Linked DNA regions of Hordeum vulgare: region 1 is linked to region 2. The links are chromatin contacts, called in public Hi-C maps. All regions are on one chromosome and are shown on one strand. Each heading gives the region's core, a stretch centred on a gene start, on an enhancer-like site or on the middle of the called end of the contact. The rest is flanking DNA. Distances are from core to core; before and after follow the strand shown.

The links. A called contact is a pair of places that touch in the nucleus more often than the background predicts.
Region 1: a Hi-C map of leaf shows a contact between it and region 2, with 3 times the contacts expected there. The contact joins the promoter of LOC123404363 here to the enhancer-like site in region 2. A contact is called at or near these places in 5 of 6 Hi-C or Micro-C datasets (leaf, seedling and an unstated tissue).

Annotation. Positions count from the first base shown.
Region 1 is chr6H:208,139,524-208,142,743 of MorexV3_pseudomolecules_assembly, reverse strand. It overlaps LOC123404363, which reads right to left and starts at 1,933. Exons shown (of 4, transcript XM_045098280.1): 1 at 1,442-1,933; 2 at 445-528.
Region 2 is chr6H:208,028,881-208,032,096 of MorexV3_pseudomolecules_assembly, reverse strand. No RefSeq gene overlaps it. Among protein-coding and RNA genes, the nearest start is that of LOC123404363, 110 kb to the left of the region's middle. Within about 2 kb of position 1,331, at least 2 of the 3 cell types and tissues checked have open chromatin away from gene starts, as enhancers often do. A contact at or near this core is called in leaf, where this site is marked.

The sequences.
Region 1 (3,220 bases), core at 684-3,183, 110 kb before region 2:
ACAAGCCTTAACACTACATGATTTATCAAGGGGGTCCCCATAACAACCCCGAACATGTTAGGAGCGCTCAGTTATGGAATCAAACATCGGTAACCAAAAGTAAGGCGACAACAACGGAACAAATCACCCGACAAAAGGCTAGGACTTTTGTTATTTACCAAGTATATATGTGCATTAATTAAATAGCAGTTTAAATATAATGATATCAAAATACCCATGTTGTCACATGGGATAGCTGGCACCTGCAACTAGCAAAGCTATCGGTTAGGGGTTGAGCAAGCCTACTTAGCCAGACAATATTTGCTAGGACAGGGAAGTGTTTGGGGTTCATGGCAAAGAGAGGTAGCATTTATATCAAGTGGTAGGCAGTGAGCATGTAACAAAGGAAACGTGATTCTAAGAATGACAAAGCTACAAACGGTATCAAGGTCACGGTCATCTTGCCTGTGGTTTCTTCAGACTGGAACTGCTCTTGTTCTTCCTGCACGAACTCTCCGGACTCCTCGTACTCGTTTCCGGCCCCGGTAACTACCCAAAAGAAACAACATCTAATAAACACCAGCAACAAATGATGCAACAGACAACAATATGCATGAATGCACTCCGCCAAACAAGTACATGAAAATAGCCCTACATCATAAATCTATTGCCACCTCACCACAAGGGGATTTTTACTGAGATGCCCAAAACCAGAAATGAACAACACCATTGGATTCACTGGTATTTTCTATCCCAAATCCATATATCACACTGCCACTTTTGCATCTAGAAAAACATCACAAACAGGGAAAGGAATCTGACATAGAATCAACTACAACATTAATTCAAGAAGAGGGACTGTTCTTGGGCCAACCCAAATTGGCATATGCCAGAATAGGCAAATTCCTTATTAAGAATTATTCCAAAGATGAAATCTATCACCTCAACAGAAGTAATAAAGGGAAAAAATTAAAAATAAAAACACTAAATCTAAGAGCCAGGGCCCACTAGTGAGTGACACAAAACAACATATTAACAGAGAAAAACTAAAAGGAAGTGGAGGAGTTCGTACCCACCACCTCTGTGTGCATCACAGAGGCAAGCACCACTTTGCTATGCAAGGCTAGTTACTCTAAGAGGGGAGGGAAACCCAATCTAGAAAAACTACCACGCTCTACAGAGAGAGAACCACTTTGCTATGCAAGGCTAGTTACTCTAAGAGGGGAGGGAAACCCAATCTAGAAAAACTACCACGCTCTACAGAGAGAGAAAAAACCCAAACTTCAAAAGGGCTCGAACCGTGGACCTCTTACACTGTGCGCGACTTGGTTGCCACTAGGCTATGCTGCGACTACTGACCCAACACAGCTAACAACACAGGTAACCTACAACTGCAACTACTACAACAAGGAGAAAAAATCAGGTAAATAAAAGGTGCGGCGCTGGGATTTGATCCCCCGACCTCGTGGTTGTGCAGAAGCGGCGTGGTTCTTCTACCTCCATCCACCGGAGGAGATGTTGTCGCCGGCGAGCGGAATGGCGATGACGGCGGCCAAGATTGCCGGCGGGGGTACGGATTCCTTAGAGGTTTCCATTCCCGGGGGAAGCTAGCTTCTACGACGCAGAGGGGCGACGATGCTCAAGCTGAACCAAGCTTTGCCTTGGACATGGCGGTCACGAGAAGGAAACAGGGGCGCAACGGTAGGCGAGGCACGACGGGGCGGCGATGCAGCAGCGGCGAGCAAGCTGGCTAACGCGTGCGGGTTGCGGGCGTGCGCTGGAACGGGAGCTCCGCGGGTTCACAGCAAAACAACCGCAACTTTCTTTACAGAAGATCTTCTTCAGAGAAGATAATGGGAGCACGGCGAGCACGATGATGTCACGGCCGGATCTACAATTACGAATGGCTAGCGACGCGACGGAGAGGGTGAAGGAAGAGGGGGATCATACCACGTCACCTAGGGCAACACGGGGGACACAACTTATAGGTGGCTCGGGCTCTCTCCGGCTGTCAAATCGACCGGAGGGCTACGTGGCTCCCGTGGATGGCTGCCGTACAGAGGAGCACGAAGACTCCACTCAGGGGTTGGCTGGGTTGCGCTGCTAGCTGGGCCTGGGGGAAGAGGGAGCCCAGCACACCTCTCTCTCTGGAAAACAACAAAGGGGGTTCATGTTTTAAACAAATGCACAACAAATAGCTCACACAAGAAAACAGGAAATGGTCTTTAGTAAGAAGAAAATATCTTTGGTCTACTAAAACCATGCCACTAATTATAAAAATAAGTAGGCATTTTTGGGAGAGCAGAATAATTCCTTTTCTTTAACATGGGGCTCTGTTTTTTAATTAAAACCAAAATGAAAAGGACGTCAAATAGAAGAGTGTTGCCACCTACAATTATTTAAATAGTTTTTCAAAGATGTTGGACATTTTTAATGGCCAAAACAGAAACTTAAATTCTGCCTCATGTTAGAAAGGAGAGGGGGGGAGGGGGTTTATTTGGACCTTGGTGCAACTAAGATTTTGAAGGTTCCTTGTTGCACCCACACCACACTCCATAATAACATCCAAGACATATACAACCACATCACCAAGGTGACACAACACCCAGAACAAGACTAAGCAAAAAGGAAGATGCAAGATATGCATGAGAAGCACATGAAATGATAACCACAACACCTCCTCCATAACATAGCTTCAACATGGTTGCCCCAAATGGAAAAGCTTACAAAAGGGGAAAGAAAGCACTTGGGCTGTTACATTATGCAAGCGCTAACTTAGTCAAACAATGTTTGCTAGGAGGTGAAGGGTTAGAGGTTTCATGGCCATGTTTGGAGGCTTATATATCAGGTGGTAGGCAGCGGTGAATAACGATGGAAACGATTCAACTAGACATAACAAAGCTAGAAACGGTCTCAAGGTCACGATCATCTTGCCTGTGAGATCTTTAGACTGGAACTGCTCTTGATCTTCTAAACGTACTCAACATAATCCTCAAACTCGTTATCAGCACCCGATGCTACCCCTAATAAATAAACAACCAATAAACACCAGCAAGTTATAATGCAATGATACGTCTCCATCGTATCTATAATTTTTGATTGTTTCATGCCAATATACAACTTTCATATACTTTTGGCAACTTTTTATACTATTTTTGGGACGAACATATTGATCGAGTGCCCAATGCCACTTCTTGTTTGTTGCATGTTTTTTGTTTCAAAGATTATCCATACCAAACGA
Region 2 (3,216 bases), core at 82-2,581:
ATCACTTTTGTGGCGCCACCGTCGTTGTCAGGGAAGAAAAAAGAAAATTAGAGGTAGCTATCATGCCTTAGCATATGCACTTATGCCCTGTTGAAATAAGTGGGAGCTATAAATGAAAGATACGTGCGTGCATTATATTCCGATCTTATCCTTTCAAATCCGACTAGATCTCTTATCTTCCTTTTCCTTTTTTCAAAAAGAGGTCTCGCCCCGGTCTCTGCATCGAGTGATGCATACAACCATTTTATTTAATAACTGAAAAGATCCGAAGTAGGTACAAAGTCAAAAAGTAAAGGGAAAATAAATAACAAGGCGATGAACGCCTAAGCCGAATATCTGGATAGGAGTAGTTGACTAATTTCCTATTCTATCAGCATGTCGTCATCCATATCGGCTGAAGATAGCCTGAGCTACCATCTCTCATCGGGCACACCCAGTAACCAAAGGCTCCCTGGTTTTCACATGAGTGAGTAAGGACCACATGCGGATCAATGCAGTAGCCCTGAAGATGACCTGCAAAAAGTTGATAGATTGTTGTCTGTTAAAAACTAGGTCATTTCTGTAATTCCATATAGCCCATAAAAGTGCAGAAGTTCCAAGTCGAATTAACTTAGCAACGAGATATTAACCCCGTCAAGCCATGTCCCAAATAACATGTTAATGCTAGTCGGCGGGATGATGTTAAAAGCTATATGGATGGAGCGCCATAATATTTTAGCCATAGGGCAGTCCAGAAAGAGGTGCTTGATAGTTTCATATGTCCGACAGAAGCTACATCTCCGATTTCCTTTCCAATTTCGCTTGGCCAAGTTATCCTTAGTTAAAACAACTCTTTTGTGGACAAACCACAAAAAGATTTTTAACTTAAGGGAAACCTTAACGTTCTAAATATGTGAAGATTTTGAAATAACTGAACTATCAATAACATGGTAATACATTGATATCTTCCTTTTCCTGACGGGGAAAATAAAGCTAGTTCAAGTGCACGCCGCTTGAGAAAAAAAAACTGGACTAAATATATTTTTGCAGCTAACAGGAGGAGGTGGCCGAGTTTCGTTTCATTTTCTCTCTTGTGTTGCACGACTGGTTCAAGGCGCGCGGATGCACATGATTCGTCGTCTCCTCGACCGGCAAATACGCCTTTGCCAGCCAGATCTCGTCTAGAACGACTAGCATCGGGCAGAAAGAGAGGTTTCTTCAAAAGGTAGTGCATCATCCGGTTAATTTACAAGTGGAATGCCAATTTCTAGTGGATGCTGGCATGCACAGAATATATATAGTGGCGCGTCCGCTCATTCGACTTGGAGGGGGCGCGTGCTCCTCCTCCTACAGGCCTAGCTACAGCAGCAGCCTACGCCACAAACATTAGCTTTGCTCCAACGCAAGGCGAAACGTGTCTCGTCGAGCTTGGCGGATCGTGCGCTGTGGCTTTCGCGGCATCTCTTTCTCCAAATTCAATGGCTCGACAGGCTACTCCTCCTCCGACTTAACCCGATCGAGCGCGACCTGTGCAGTGCATGCAGCTTGCAAGTTGCCGTTTCTAGGAGTTGCTGCTTTTGCGTGTCACTAGCTTGTCCAAATTATTTACCTATTGGATCAAAGCTGTCCATTTTAGCAACGACACAAGCGAGAACCCCTCATCTTTCAGGGAAACTTTGGGACTTTCGATGCATCAACGTGTATTACAGCTGTTAGGTGGAATAATTATTTATTGCTTGAGCCTCATAGGCATATATATATATATATATATATATATAGTAATACAATGACTAACTTAAAGTACAAGGCAAGGTATGTTAGGAAAATAAACCGTGTGTGTGCATGCGTAGAGTGTGTGTATGGATCCATGTCGAGGTCGGGTTGTTTCGAGCCGGTTTGTGGCTAGGTCTACGTTCATGTGACGACGGAGACGGGATGCAGCGGGCGTAGAGATCACGGTTAGAGGTGGTGCCGAAGCCTAGAATGAGTAGACATCTCACGATCGAGGAAGACCGGATCATCAGGAGTTCATGCGTAGGGCGATCAATGATGTGTGGGCGTTGCGTCCCCGTTGGCTATAAAACCGGTCGTACCCATAGTTTGTTAGTGTGTGGGGTATGTGTGCCCAGAAATAACTAAAACAAGGCGTCTGAGCGCCGGGGCGTTCGTCGCTGCAAATCTCCAGTGCATGCTGCTACTTCTTCCATCTCAGTTCATGAGCGATGGTGAGGAACTAGTCTAGCGTTAGACCCAACAAGGTAGGACAAATCCTAGTCTATCTCATATTTTCTAACTAGTCAATATTCTCAACATCCCCCCGTAGTCACAATGGTAGCAACGCAAACGGTGAGACTGGAGAAGAATCCGAAGGTAAGCCGACGGTCATCCCCCCTTAGTCGTAACGGTCGATGCATCGCGAAAGTTGTGCCTGGAGTGGTAACCGACGAGGTCGCTCAAGCAAGGCGGTAACCCTTTGTGTCTTTGTCGAGGTAGCCGAGAGCGTAGGATGGTGTAGTTGTGGTCGAGGTAGCCGTGCAAAGAACACCGTGGTCGATGTCGAGTCGGGGTAGCTGGTGTCGAGGAAGTCGTCGTGGAGCCGCGGGCGCAAGGAGGCGCCGAGTTAGTCATGAGCGCAGTGGTGTCGAAGTAGTGGTGCGTCGGAAAGAAGACGTAGTTGAGATGAGTCGCACCGAGTTTGCCAAGCCCGGGGACACATCATGGACGAAGGCACGCATCGGTGTTGCCAGCACCGCGCATGCGTAGACGGACGAAGTCGATGTTGACGATGCGTCGCTCTAGGTTTGCTAGGTCTGGGAACACATCGGCGACGAAGGCACGCAACGGTGTTGCCAGTACCGGACATGCATAGACGGGGACCTGCACACAACTTGTACGCCATGTCGAGGAGGCTAGCAGAGAAGGACTCGACGATGGTTGCGGCACAAATCGGCGGGGGCCGATGTTGCCCGTGGTGGTCGGAGTAGATGAAGTGGCCGGGGAAGACGACGACGACACTGCCGATGAGCTGGTGCTGGACGAAGATGAAGGAGATGGACGGGCGGTGCGGCTCGGGTGAGCAAGCTGCAGCAGCACCGAAGGAAAGCGACGGCTGGTTAGGAGCGCCGCGACGATGCTCGAAGTAGGCGAGGAAGATCCCGACAGCATGACGAAGACCTGCGCGGATGATGGTGTTCCCGCGCCGAAGGAGACGGCGCGACGCATACCACAAGAAGTCGA